Linked DNA regions of Zea mays: region 1 is linked to region 2. A link is a contact called in public Hi-C data. All regions are on one chromosome and are shown on one strand. Each heading gives the region's core, a stretch centred on a gene start, on an enhancer-like site or on the middle of the called end of the contact. The rest is flanking DNA. Distances are from core to core; before and after follow the strand shown. Region 1 holds the start of LOC606465 (wound and phytochrome signaling involved receptor like kinase). Region 2 holds the start of LOC103645648 (coatomer subunit epsilon-1).

Region 1 (5,853 bases), core at 1,129-3,628, 190 kb after region 2:
GCTTGGATATCTCTACATTTACAATGAAGACATAAGTAGGAAATAATAATACATGCACTAACAGTTATCAAGATATCAAAAGAACTTCAGTGCCATGACAGAAATGATACTTTCACAAAACAATCAATCTATTTCATTGCCAAAATATGTTAGGATTAATTGTTGACATGGAACCAATGGATCTAAGCTTAAATGCATCAAGGTTTGTTTAATTTCAACTTCGAGATTTGATGTCCTCACATGTAATGATGTAAATGAAGGTTCTATGGAAACCTGCACATGCTATTTTCCTTTAAGCTATGCTTCTTGGATATACATAGTGTGCAAATTGATGCAGGACCACAGGGGACCATGTAGAGGAACCCCCACCAAAATGTGCAACTACTAATTATTTCAAATGTACAAGTACCTTCTGTCACTATCCCACTTGTCACCTCTTGTTGAATTTAATTATTTAATAAATAGCAAGAATCTTTTGAGCTTAGCTACGTGCAATTTCCACTATCTGTTCCATCATGTTAATTTTGAAAGTAGCCATATACTTTATGCAACAATTTATTTTTCGAAACTACCACCATCAACTAACAGCTCATGGAATACATTAGCAAATGATTAAACAAGAGAAGATTTCTTAGCATACCTGTGGACCAACGGAGGATTGCATTCGTCATGAAGGAAGCACAAGGCCTCAGCCACACCTATTGCAATCTTGAGCCTCGTTATCCAATCCAATGAGCGCAACCCCTGTTCAACTTCCACTGACTTCTTGTGCAGTGCGGTTGTGAGGTCACCTTTTGCCATGTACTTATAGACAAGCAATTCCTCTTCATCCTTAGCCAAATGGCCCAGCAATGGAACGATCCTCCCATGGGTATGCTTTGTAAGGAAGCTCAATTCGCCCTGGCACTTCTTCCTGGTCTTCAGATCAATCTTTTTTATGACAACTTGAAAGCCACTCTCCAGGACACCATAGTACATGTCACCGGAGTGCCCATGCTTGACGAGGTTATCATCCCCAAAGCCCCCTGCAGCATGGTGCAACTGCTCATAGGTGAATTCATCTGTGATAATAGGAACGCCCTTTGGTGAACCACTGGCTCTGGGGGATGCCATGGGTGACATTGTGACGGGATTCACACTACTACTTCTCCGCCCAGACCGAATGCCCTCTTCAGTCTGCTCCACTCCTCTCCCTCTCGGTTTCCTTCCTTTTCTTCTCAACAAGCAAAATACCAGAACGCTAAGGCCAAGTGTTACCAGAATTGCAGCACCACCAAGGACCCCGGTCAATACAAACTTCCATTTGCCCCCTCTCTTTTTCGTTGACGGCATCAGCACCTGTGGTGGCTGTGGCTCTGGCAATGGCGATGGTGGCTTGGGGTCCAACGCAAGCCTCACCCCGTTCCTCGTGTAGAAAGCCTCACAATCCCCGCGGGTACGCTGGCTTGCTGCACCAGACAAACAGTTCATCCTGAGATCCACTACACCATCGGTTCCATTCTGAAACCCAGTTCCAAGCACCTGATCGAAGTAATTGTCAGAGACATCAACAACCCAGAACCTCTTCCTGAGGGAGCCAGTGGCATCGCCGACGGCGCCGTACAAGGCATTACCAGAGGCGTTGAACAAGACTCCAGCTCCACCACTGCCAGAGAACGACACGTTCGGCAGCGGGCCGGTGAGATTGTTGGCGGAGAGGTCGAGAACGCGGAGACCAGCGATTGAGAGGAGCGACAGCGGGATAGGGCCGGACAGGTTGTTACCGGAGAGAACAAGGGTGGTGAGGTTCCCGGACATGCCGAGATCGACCGGGAGCTCGCCATTGACGCGTGCGGAGCGGAGGTCAACGACGGCGAGCGACGGCGGCAGGCCGCGGCCGAACCAGGACGGGATCCGGCCGGGGAGCGGGAACCCGGAGGCGTTGAACGCCTGGAGCGCTGCGAGCCGCGGGAGTTGGTCGACGGCGAAGGCCGCGCTCCGGGCGCCCGCGCGGGTGCGGCGGAGCCCGGAGAGGCGGAGCTCCGCGACGCGGCCGGCGCGGCAGACGACGCCCGACCAGAAGGTGCAGGGGTCGGCCCTGTCGGGCCAGTCGCTGGCGCGCACGCCAAGCGACGCGCGCAGGCCGTGGAGCGCCGCGACGTCCTGCCGCGCAAGCGCGCCCTGCGCGGACGCCGCGCCCGCGTGCAGCAGCAGGAGGAGGAGCACGGCGAGGCAGGAGGCACCCGAGCGGCGGCGGCAGCAGCGCGGAAGCATGGGGAGGCGAGCGGTGGCGGGTGAGGGTGAGAGTTAGGCGGAGCGGAGTGGAGCGGTGGGGGTGTGAGCGCGTGCAGCTGGGCGGGGCGTCATGGCGTGGCCATGGCTATGGCAATGGCCAATGGCAATGGCAGCCGAGGTGGTGCGCGCAGGGTGGTCGCTTTTTGGGTGGCCTGCCGCTGCCTGCCTGCCTATTTCGGCCCCCCCTCGCGGTCGTCGCTGGAGGCAGCGAGTTGACCACGGGGAACGCGGGTGCGAGTCTGCGAGACGAGTGGGAGTGGAGGAAGGCCCCGCACTCGCGCAGCGCTAGCGGCGGATGCAGATGCGTGGAGCCGTCGCTCACTTGCGATCCCGTGGCGTGTCGGGCCCCGCGCGGCAGTGGCGACTCCGACTCGAGTGGAGTCTGACTCTGACCCAAACGCGAAGGCTAGTGCTTTGTGTAAAGATGTAGTACTGTGTTATTACTGTACCATGGGTTCGTGCCGCTGACATGTGGGTCGGAGGGCGCGACTGGATAGCCCGTGCCGTGCGTGTATGGAATGTTCTCACATCACCCCCACTTAGAGATGGCAATGGGTACCCGCTACCCGAAACCCGGTGGGTTTTTGCTCTATTAGGGTATAGGTTTGGGTCAATTTCTTTACCCATGGGTTTGTTAATGGGTTCAAATGGAAACCCAACGGGTACGTGGGCATGGGTTTGTTCTTCCACTACCCATACCCGCAAACCCATGGGTTTTTAAAACCCGCCTTAAAATCAACCTTCCTTATAAATATGTCTCATAATATTATTAATTGAATATGTTCTAATTAAAATAAACTTCATGTAACAAATTTTAGGCTAAAATTAGTTATCACTTGTTTCTTTTATGCTAGCTTATTAATGTATTGATTGTCATTTACATGATGAATTATTTTTTATGTTGATGTTATTGGGTATGGGAAACCCGTTGGGTACCCGAAACCCGCATGGGTATGGATTTGGGCAAAATTTTATACCCGTCATGGGTATGGGTTTTTTAGCGGGCGTATTTTTTCTTCGCGGGTATGTGTTTGGGCAAGTAATACCCAGCGGGTTTTTACCCATTGCCATCTCTACCCCCACTATATGTTCGGTGGCTGTCGTTTTCGCATCTCGGAAAGCAAAGGAAACGGAAAGTTACGTGGCCGTCGGTTTCCTGTGCAACAGGGCACAAATGAACAGCGCCGTGCGGGTACAGTACAACGTGCATCATGTGTGGACGTGTGGTGTTAGGATCACTACCTTTTCTTTTCCTTCTTTCCTTTCTTTAGAATAGAGACGGCAAATATATTGATGAAGTGGAAGGGCACCAAATCAACATTTAGTTTTGCACCAAATGTTAAGCCCCTTTTCGGTTGTAGGTGGATTGAAGAAGATTAAGGGTGATTCAAAATTGAATAGGGAGGTATTTAATCTTATCTAGTCCTTCTCAATTCCACCATGCATACAGAGATAGAGAAAGGACACCAATGGAGGGTGCCAGGTAGGGATGAAAACGGTCAGGAACGGTCGGAAAAATACCTCTACTGTTTTCATTTTTCATATTTAACTTGCGGGACGAAAGCGAAAACAGGATATTTCGGTAACGAAAACGAACGGGATAAATACGGGAATCGAAAAACGATACGATCCGGTTGGGTAAACATCGAAATCGGACGGGAACCAGTATTTTTGTTCGGTAAAATCACACAATGAAACCATATTTCAAAACTTAACAACAAATAAAAATTGCAAACACAAGTCTTAATTAAGCATAGATAAAAGCCATGTAAATCCAGAGCACACATAGATTAATGTAGCACATAAGTCTTGGGCTCTTGGCTAACATAAGAAGCCATATAAGTCTACTAGCACACATGACACAATATAAAGTTTAGAACACATATTCATAATCACTTGTTCACATCAAGATCACTTAGCACGCATAGACTATTACAACCAATTCTCATTTGCTCACATCTCTCAACAAACATAAGACACATTGCTCATGGAGAGGAGCCACTTGCTACATCTTCATTATTTTTAGAAAATTCTAGTCCATCTTCATCCTGTTAATGCATAAAAAAAGTCAGTTTTCGATAAATAAATACATATACAACATGAATTAGTATGCAAGTAGTATCAAACAACAACAGCTATGCACCAACAGTCAATCAAGTGCATAACAAGACATCATGCAGTATGTCCTAGCAACAAGCAGTACACATCAACAGTAATGGAGCAGACTGCAGCCCGCGGGCGGCGTCGAGTGCACAAATGTTTGTGGTGGTGTCAAGGGAGGCCCGTGGCCGGCGTCTAGGGCACCCCGCGGGCAGCGTCAAGGTCGTCGCCGAGGGCAGCGTTGTGGCCGGCGTCGAGGGCGGCGTCGTGGCCGGTGTCGAGGGCGTCATCGCGGCCGACCACGCGCGCTGCTGAAAGGGAAATGTGTCATTGGGCCATTTCTATAATTGTTTTGGTGATTAGATGCCCAATACAAATGTTTTGAACTTGTATGTGCTAAGTGAGCAAGAAGTGCAAATCAAAGACAAGGTACGTTTCTAGACTTAGTGAATTGTTTTTAAAGTACTAACATGTTTGTCCAAGTGCTAGAAACACTGCAGAGAAAAGAGAAACGAATTTGGAAAAGGATTGGCTGTGAGCAGCCAACATCAGCTCGGGCCTGGCACACCGGACTGTCCGGTGCTGCACCGGACAGTGTCCGGTGCGCCAGGCTAGCCGACGGTGAACCGACTGCTCTCGAGAAACGACAGAGGTGTACGGCTAAAATTCACCGGACTGTCCAGTGAGTCATCCGCGACGAACTCGTCGCTCTCGGGAAAAGGAAAAGGCGACGTGGCTATAATTCACCGGACTGTCCGGTGAGCCAACTGCGCCAGCGGCCAACGGTCGTCCGCGCAATCAACGCGCGACACGTGGCTAGCTCCAACGGTCGGCTGGGTGCACCGGACTGTCCGGTGTGCACCGAACAGTGTCCGGTGCGCCAACCAGCCCCGAGGAGCAATGGTCGGCTGCGCCCGATATGGAAGGAGATCGCGCACCAGACATGAACAGTGGTTGTCCGGTGCACCACCGAACAGAAGGCAAGATTGGCCTTCCAAGTTGGCCTCCAACGGCTCCTAGCTGCCTTGGGGCTATAAAAGGGACCCCTAGACGCATGGAGCACTTTACCAAGCTTACAAGAAATATTCTAAGACTCCCAGACTCCGCCTCCACGCATTTGATCGATGTGTTAGTGATTTGAGTTCCATTTGAGTTGCGTACTCCCTGTGCGGTGTTTTTGAGCTCAAGTCTTGGCTTGCGTGCGTGTGTGTGCTGCGAATTTAAGTCTTGTGTGTGTTGCTCTTCCTCTCTTACTATTGTGCTTCTCTTGTGACAAACTTGTAAGGGCGAGAGGCTCCAATCTGTGGAGATTCCTCGCAAACGGAAGAAAAACTATAAGAAAGAAAGCTGTGGTATTCAAGTTGATCATTGGATCGCTTGAAAGGGTTTGAGTGCAACACTCGTCCATTGGGACGCCACAACGTGGAAGTAGGCAAGTGTTACTTGGCTGAACCACGGGATAAAAATCACGTGTCTCGT
Region 2 (6,492 bases), core at 1,950-4,449:
TGTTGCAACACTTCATCTTAAAAAGTATCTAACAGGAGATGAAATGTTTGCTGCTTCATTTACAGATGAGTTTTTCCTATAGTCAGATGGGTGTGAATGAAATAAAATCAAAATGAATCCTTTTATGTGAGCATAAGATAGCTGGAACACATCAGGAATCATAATTGTATGCTCAATACATAGTCCAATAGATAATTAGTAGCATCCAATAACAAATCGACCCATAACAACCAGAACCATATGTAATTTCTAAGGTTGCTCTTAAAACAGTATCGTAGATAACTCCACCAAGCCACTTTACTGGCTTCATTTATTAACTGTTAGCACACATGAAACATAACTGAAGGACACAGCTATCGAACCAATTGTAAGGTTGAATACTGAAAATTGCTTCTGCGATAGCAATAACAGACCAAGCCAATTATACTTATGAGTTCATGCATTAACAGAAGTATACAACACAACTGATGGACATACTTCAAGTGTCTTCCCATCCGGGGCAATATCCCTGTCATGGAAGCACCATTTGTTGACTCCCAACTTCTCCATGAACTCAAAGTGAGCTCTCACTGAAATGTCAGTTGAAACAGAAGTTAGTTCTTCCAACAAACAGACCAAAACATAACCCAGAAGGCTAGGACTAAAGCACAAAGGTAGGTTAGGCGATCATCATACTTCTTCTCTTAGCCATGGCCAACGAATTTGTGCCATCCTCCCAAGGCCAAGTCATTGTAGGAGCACCGAAAGGATCAGCGCTAGTACCACAGAACGTGTGCCAGAAGGCAACACTGAAGCGCATCCAATCCTAATAGCAAAGCAAATAAGCATAGATGCAAAGGGTTGATGTACTTCACAGTGAGTGTAAAGAGGGGGTATAGTGAAGCGGCAGATGGGGGTTCACCAGAGGGAGAACTCTCAGCTACGCATAATAGTGAAGCAGGACCCTCTCATGCTCCAAATTCACCTCAAAGTCAGGGGTCAAGTACAGCTACAGGTTGGGTATCTCCTCCTGAGCAGAGTCCTCAGTTTTCAGCAGGGGTACCAAAGAGATACAAAACAATTGCAGATTTGTATGACTCAGCAAATGAAGTACTTGATTTTGAATATAGTGGGGTGTGCATGTTAGCAGCTGATGAGCCAATGAACATAGAACAAGCTCTAGAAGAGGCATGCTGGAGAAAGGCCATGGAGGAATAAATGGAGTCCATTCATCAAAATGGAACCTGGGTGGCTGCTGATCTGCCAAAGGGTCAAAAGGCAATAGGACTGAAGTGGGTATTCAAGGTAAAGAAAGATCCATCAGGGAGAATTGTGAAACATAAGGCTAGGCTGGTTGCAAAGGGGTATGCTCAAGTCCAAGGGATAGACTATGATGAAGTTTTTCCTCCTGTGGCAAGGTTGGAGACAGTAAGAATTTTACTGGCTCTAGCTGCACAAAGGGAGTGGGAGGTGCATCACATGGATGTGAAATCTGCATTCTTAAATGGAGAACTTTGTGAAGAAGTCTATGTTAAACAACCACCTGGTTTCATTGATCCAACCTGTGCAGAAAGGGTCTTGATTCTTGAAGCTGAACAAGGCATTATATGGACTCAAACAGGCTCCCAGAGCCTGGAATGCCAGACTTGACAAGGAGCTAGTAAGTTTGGGTTTTAAAAGAAGCCCAAAAGAACATGCTGTCTATAAAAAAGGAAAGAATGCGTCTCGGTTACTCATAGGTGTATATGTGGACGATCTCATTATTTGTGGGCCAGATAACAAGTAGATAGAGGTGTTCAAACAGCAAATGAAAGGAAGGTTCAGTATGAGTGACCTTGGACTGCTGATTTATTACCTTGGTATAGAAGTTACACAAAAGCCTGGTGAAATCACTATTTGTCAAAGCGCATATGCTGATAAAATCATTGAAGTCTGTGGGATGAAAGGGTGTAATCCAGTTGACATTCCAATGGAGCAACAATGCAAGTTAATACCTGGAAAACCTGACAAGGTGTTAGCTGCTACCAAGTACAAAAGTATAGTTGGGAGTCTGAGATATCTTGTAAACACCAGACCTAACCTAGCATATTTTGTGGGAATGGTGAGCAGGTTTATGGAGACACCAAATTCTGAACACTGGACTGCCATTAAAAGAATTGTAAGATATGTGGCTGGTACAACACAATACGGCTGTAGGTATGTAAAAGGGGACAACTCCGAATTGTTGGGATATTCAGACAGCGACCATGCAGGTGATCTTGAGAAAAGGAAAAGCACTACTGGTGTCGTGTTTTTTTCTGGGAGGAAATATAATTCAGACAGCGACCATCCAGACTTTCATCACTAAATCAATTATCTGATTAATCAGTAAAAAGATTTTCTGTTACATTTAGTCAGAATCATGTATAGACTAAACCATTCCTGAACACAAACAACATGAAATAATACATGACCGCATTTGACATAATGGATAAAAAATTGAAATGGAAAACAATGATCTACAATTTTTCAATAAAAAATGATTCACTAAAAAATTAGCTTATGCTTTTACCTTGGAGGGCTCGGTTGCAAGTTGAGGATAAAGTCTGGATGCATTTTGTACGCAAAGAAGGGCTGAAGCAACAGGCTGCTGCAGAAGCTAAACGAAAAAGAGTTTTCGAGAGAGAAGCATCTCGCAAAGCTTTGCAAGAGTTTATTACATCTATTGTACGCTCCCCACATTCTACATTATCTGCAGATGGTGAAAAACTAAGCTGTTACCGCACTTGAAGGGAGCCACTCTTGCAGATGGTGAAAAACTAAAGCCAGATCCAGATCAGCAGAGCGCGATTAAAGCCAGATCAGAGGCGACAATTCAGATCTAGCGCACTAACCTTGTCTCCAGTGAGGTACAGAGCGAGCAGCTTCACGGCCTGCAGCGAGGTAGCGGCTGACGAGTCGATCTCGCTGATTACCAGCTGCACAAACACAGAAAGGCATGCGCGCGTGCCCACCTATCATAGCCGGAACCAACTGCGGCGAGCTAGCGGTGAGGCGCCTGACGCCCAATGTGTTCGCACCTGGTAGGAGCCGAGGGCGATGTAGGAGCAGAAGACGATGGCATCGCGCTCAGCGGCGGCGTCGGCGTCGAGGCCCGGGATGTCGATGTTGTTAATGGCTGCCTGGTAGGCGCCCAGGTAGAAGAGGTTCCACAGATTGAAGAGCAGGTCGGGGGAGGCCATCGCTGCAGTGCAGCAGAAGACGGCGGCGACGAGGCTTGGGTGGGAGAGAGATCCGGGAGGTCGTGGTTGCTCTTGAGTCTAGACTCCGCTCGGTCGTCCCTTCGGTTCGAGTTGATGCGGGGGACGCACGGGCCAGTTCGCTTCCGCTTGGGCTCCCACGCCGAGTCCCGGGACGGGTCAGCGGACGTCGCCGCCACCGGCGAGGGGATCGGCTTCAGAGCGTAGGTACTGCTGGACGAGTCGACGACGGGCGGGAGATCGAAGTAGCCGGCACCGGCGGCGGCGCCACTTGTGACGCTGGACGAGGTGGACGCGAGCCGAGACGGCGGCCCAGGGCCTGTCCCCAAGGGCGAGGCCGCGTGCCCGCGAGCAGGAGGGAGCTTTGGAGCTGGGCGAGGCCGGAGGGGCGGACCATGGACGGATCTGGGCGAGGAGGCGGCGTGCCAAACCACCAGAGGCGGAGGGAGCTGCAGCTGCTGGGCAGGAGCCATGGCGTGCGGCGTCGTGGCGGCCGATTTCGGGAGCGAGTGCGGTAGGATTGCGCGAGGGGGAGCACGGACGCGATGGATGATTCATATGGAAGGTTGTCGAAGGAAGGTGCGCTAGGGCCGATGATGGCGGGGATTCCTGAGATTGCGCGTGGGGAGGACGATGATGGCGGGGATTCCTGAGATTGCGCGTGAGGAGGACGGGCAGAACACGGTGCACTTGTGCACGCCTACAATAGGGTCTTATAGAGTAGTAATAGATTGAGTTTGCCAGGCTTAACTTCCCCCGCTCGGGCTCGAGTCTCACTGTCCCACCAGAGCCTGAAGCCAAAACGAGTCACCGATGTCCTGGACCAGCTGATCCAGCGTCGGGTTAAACCCAACTCCAATTCCGCGCGGATTTACGTCAGAAATAAGCTGCCCTCTCTCTCTCTCTCTCTCTCTCTCTCTCTCTCTCTCTCTCTCCCGTATGGATTGAAGTGCTTCTTTATTCTATCTATACAAGAGGTCCAGCTCCACCTCCCGTAACTGGTGCTGTCTCGCGGAGGGGGCGGGCAGTGCTGTCGCCGATCTCCAGAACTGCGTGCCATCCGTCCATGGCACTAGTCTGCTGTCACCGATCTCCATAATGTTCAGATTGCTTCTTTTGTCCGTTTTCAAACTCAACAGAAGCTACAACAGACCATGGAGGTGCCCTCCATTTCGTCTTCGGTGTTCAAGCTCACCGGATGAAACTGCAGCTGCAGATGAATGCTCTATCACACTCAGTACGCACCAGTGGCCATGCTCAAAAGTTTTCAGCTGCAGAAGTATGATCCCATTCAACCCAACGACCAGAACCACCTCCCGGCTAAGGCTTAAACTGCTCTCCACTACAATTCACTTTCAGAACCCCCCAACCTGAAAGTCCACAGCTGGATCAACCACTAAAATTGGCTTGCATTTCAAGGATGGCACACGCAGTGCGCCATTTATTCCATTTCAATCGACTGAGATAAACAAGTAAAGAGAAAGGAGGGGGAAAAATTATCTATTCTGTATACACAGCTTTTCACCTAGAGACATCAAAGAGATGCACATCAAGTATCGCTAGCTAGTCTGCGGGTACTCCTTCACAACAACACCTCCTTCAAACTCTATGGGATCCGGAAAATCGTCCCGTGAAGCCCTCTTGAACGAGAACGAGTTCTCTTCGTCCTCGTCACTCCCCTCGGTCCCCTGAGACTTCGCTGTATTTTTCCGAGCAAGTGCTTGCCCCGACGTTGGCATGGCCTCCCAGCTGTGGTACTTGTTTCCATGGAAGGCAAAACGCCAAGAGCCCTGGGATGGGGTACTTCTGAGGTGAGATGGACTGGATTGGAACTCTTCCTGCTCCCGCACCACCCTTAGTGGGTTCTCCAGTGCTTTCAAGATGTATCGAGCGAGTGGACGCCTAGAGGGCTTTGGATTCAGGCATGTCTTCGCGACGATGGACACTGCCCACACTTCCTCTAGATGGTCATCATCCACAACAAGGGTGGGATCCACAATACCTGAGACACCCTCCTTGTCATTTGCGTTGATGTAATCTAATGTTCTTGCTAACCACTCTTCTGAATCTGCGTTGGTTGAGCCACTCGCACCGAAGTTTCCAGTGATTAGCTCTAGTAGAACCTTCCCGAAACAGTAAATGTCGTATGAGCAGCTAGCTGGTGGACCTGTAAAGTGAGAAGCAGATATCATAATGTTACAACACACAGCTTTATTTTGCACACAAGCCCTTTTAGTTGCATGAATGTATATACAGAGATTGCAAATATTGAACTAAATAGAGCTGATGAGTGCTTTACACACCTGGTATGTTCTTGTCAAGGGACCTGCCAGAAAGAAACAAATACTACTGTCAGCAAAGGACCCTTTATGTATTATATAAATAGAACTCAAAGTTGTAGAGTAGGTGTGTTCCTTGGCAGTGCATTTTCTTAGGGGAATAAGATAGGAAAAAGTGCAGGTGTCTAACCAGGGTGAAGTATCAGTACATTATCCTACCATGAACAAATATGGTATTAGTTTAATCAAAGCTCTCAGATATAATCAAAGCTTTTAATGTGATCGATCATCGTAGAGGCAAATTATTTTAATCCTTGTTGGAGTTAATCAATATATACAATTATATGGTATTAGTTTTTATTAATTTATTATCTATGCTATACACAAATTAGTATATGCATGTTTATATATACTACGATATTTTTCACCTTATAATTTTTGATAAATTGATCGGCCCCTTCTATGCCTGAAACTAAGAAAGCATGAATTTGTTTATGGCCTTTGTAAATGATTACGTCTACCTAGGAAAGCCGAGCAATCCGTGAAAAAAGAAGAAAAATACAGCATTTATACAGGTGGGAGGTGGCCACGTACTACCGTACGTCGAGCCTCGTAGGCGAACGAACGATGGCCGGAGCAAGGGGTTGCGACTAGAATGGAGATCAGACTCCGTGTGGCCAACTGGCCTCCCTCCTGGAACGTTTCCATTCATGTACGTACGATCATCATACAAAGAAGATTTTGTTTCAAACATGGATGGAGTTCAGCCTCGACGTCTGGGAAACAAACCGGACGGCGGGTGGCCTGTGTCCAGCCAGCTGCGGTGGAAACGGACTCGAGCGAGAGAGACTCTGCGGACCGGGCCAGCATCGATGTATTGGTAGCCCAGAAAGCCCACGCAACCAGACAGAGGTATGAATGTTGTGCTTTGTGGTGCTTCAGTTTAGTCCCACCTCGGCGGTTTTCAGCGGAAGGGAGCAGAGAAGGCTTATAAA

What was found. A called contact is a pair of places that touch in the nucleus more often than the background predicts.
Region 1: a Hi-C map of ear shows a contact between it and region 2, with 4 times the contacts expected there. The contact joins the promoter of LOC606465 here to the promoter of LOC103645648 in region 2. A contact is called at or near these places in 2 of 25 Hi-C or Micro-C datasets (ear and leaf).

The regions. Positions count from the first base shown.
Region 1 is chr1:289,222,534-289,228,386 of Zm-B73-REFERENCE-NAM-5.0, forward strand. LOC606465 (wound and phytochrome signaling involved receptor like kinase) reads right to left here and starts at 2,379. Exons shown (of 4, transcript NM_001112325.1): 1 at 641-2,379; 2 at 1-12. The coding sequence starts at 2,253. It overlaps LOC111590573 (a long non-coding RNA gene), which reads right to left. Exons shown (of 2, transcript XR_002749706.2): 2 at 4,014-4,322.
Region 2 is chr1:289,035,951-289,042,442 of Zm-B73-REFERENCE-NAM-5.0, forward strand. LOC103645648 (coatomer subunit epsilon-1) reads right to left here and starts at 3,200. Exons shown (of 5, transcript XM_020544380.1): 1 at 2,993-3,200; 2 at 2,853-2,908; 3 at 2,740-2,777; 4 at 2,531-2,617; 5 at 2,379-2,400. The coding sequence starts at 3,200. The coding sequence ends at 2,379. It also overlaps the pseudogene LOC103645647.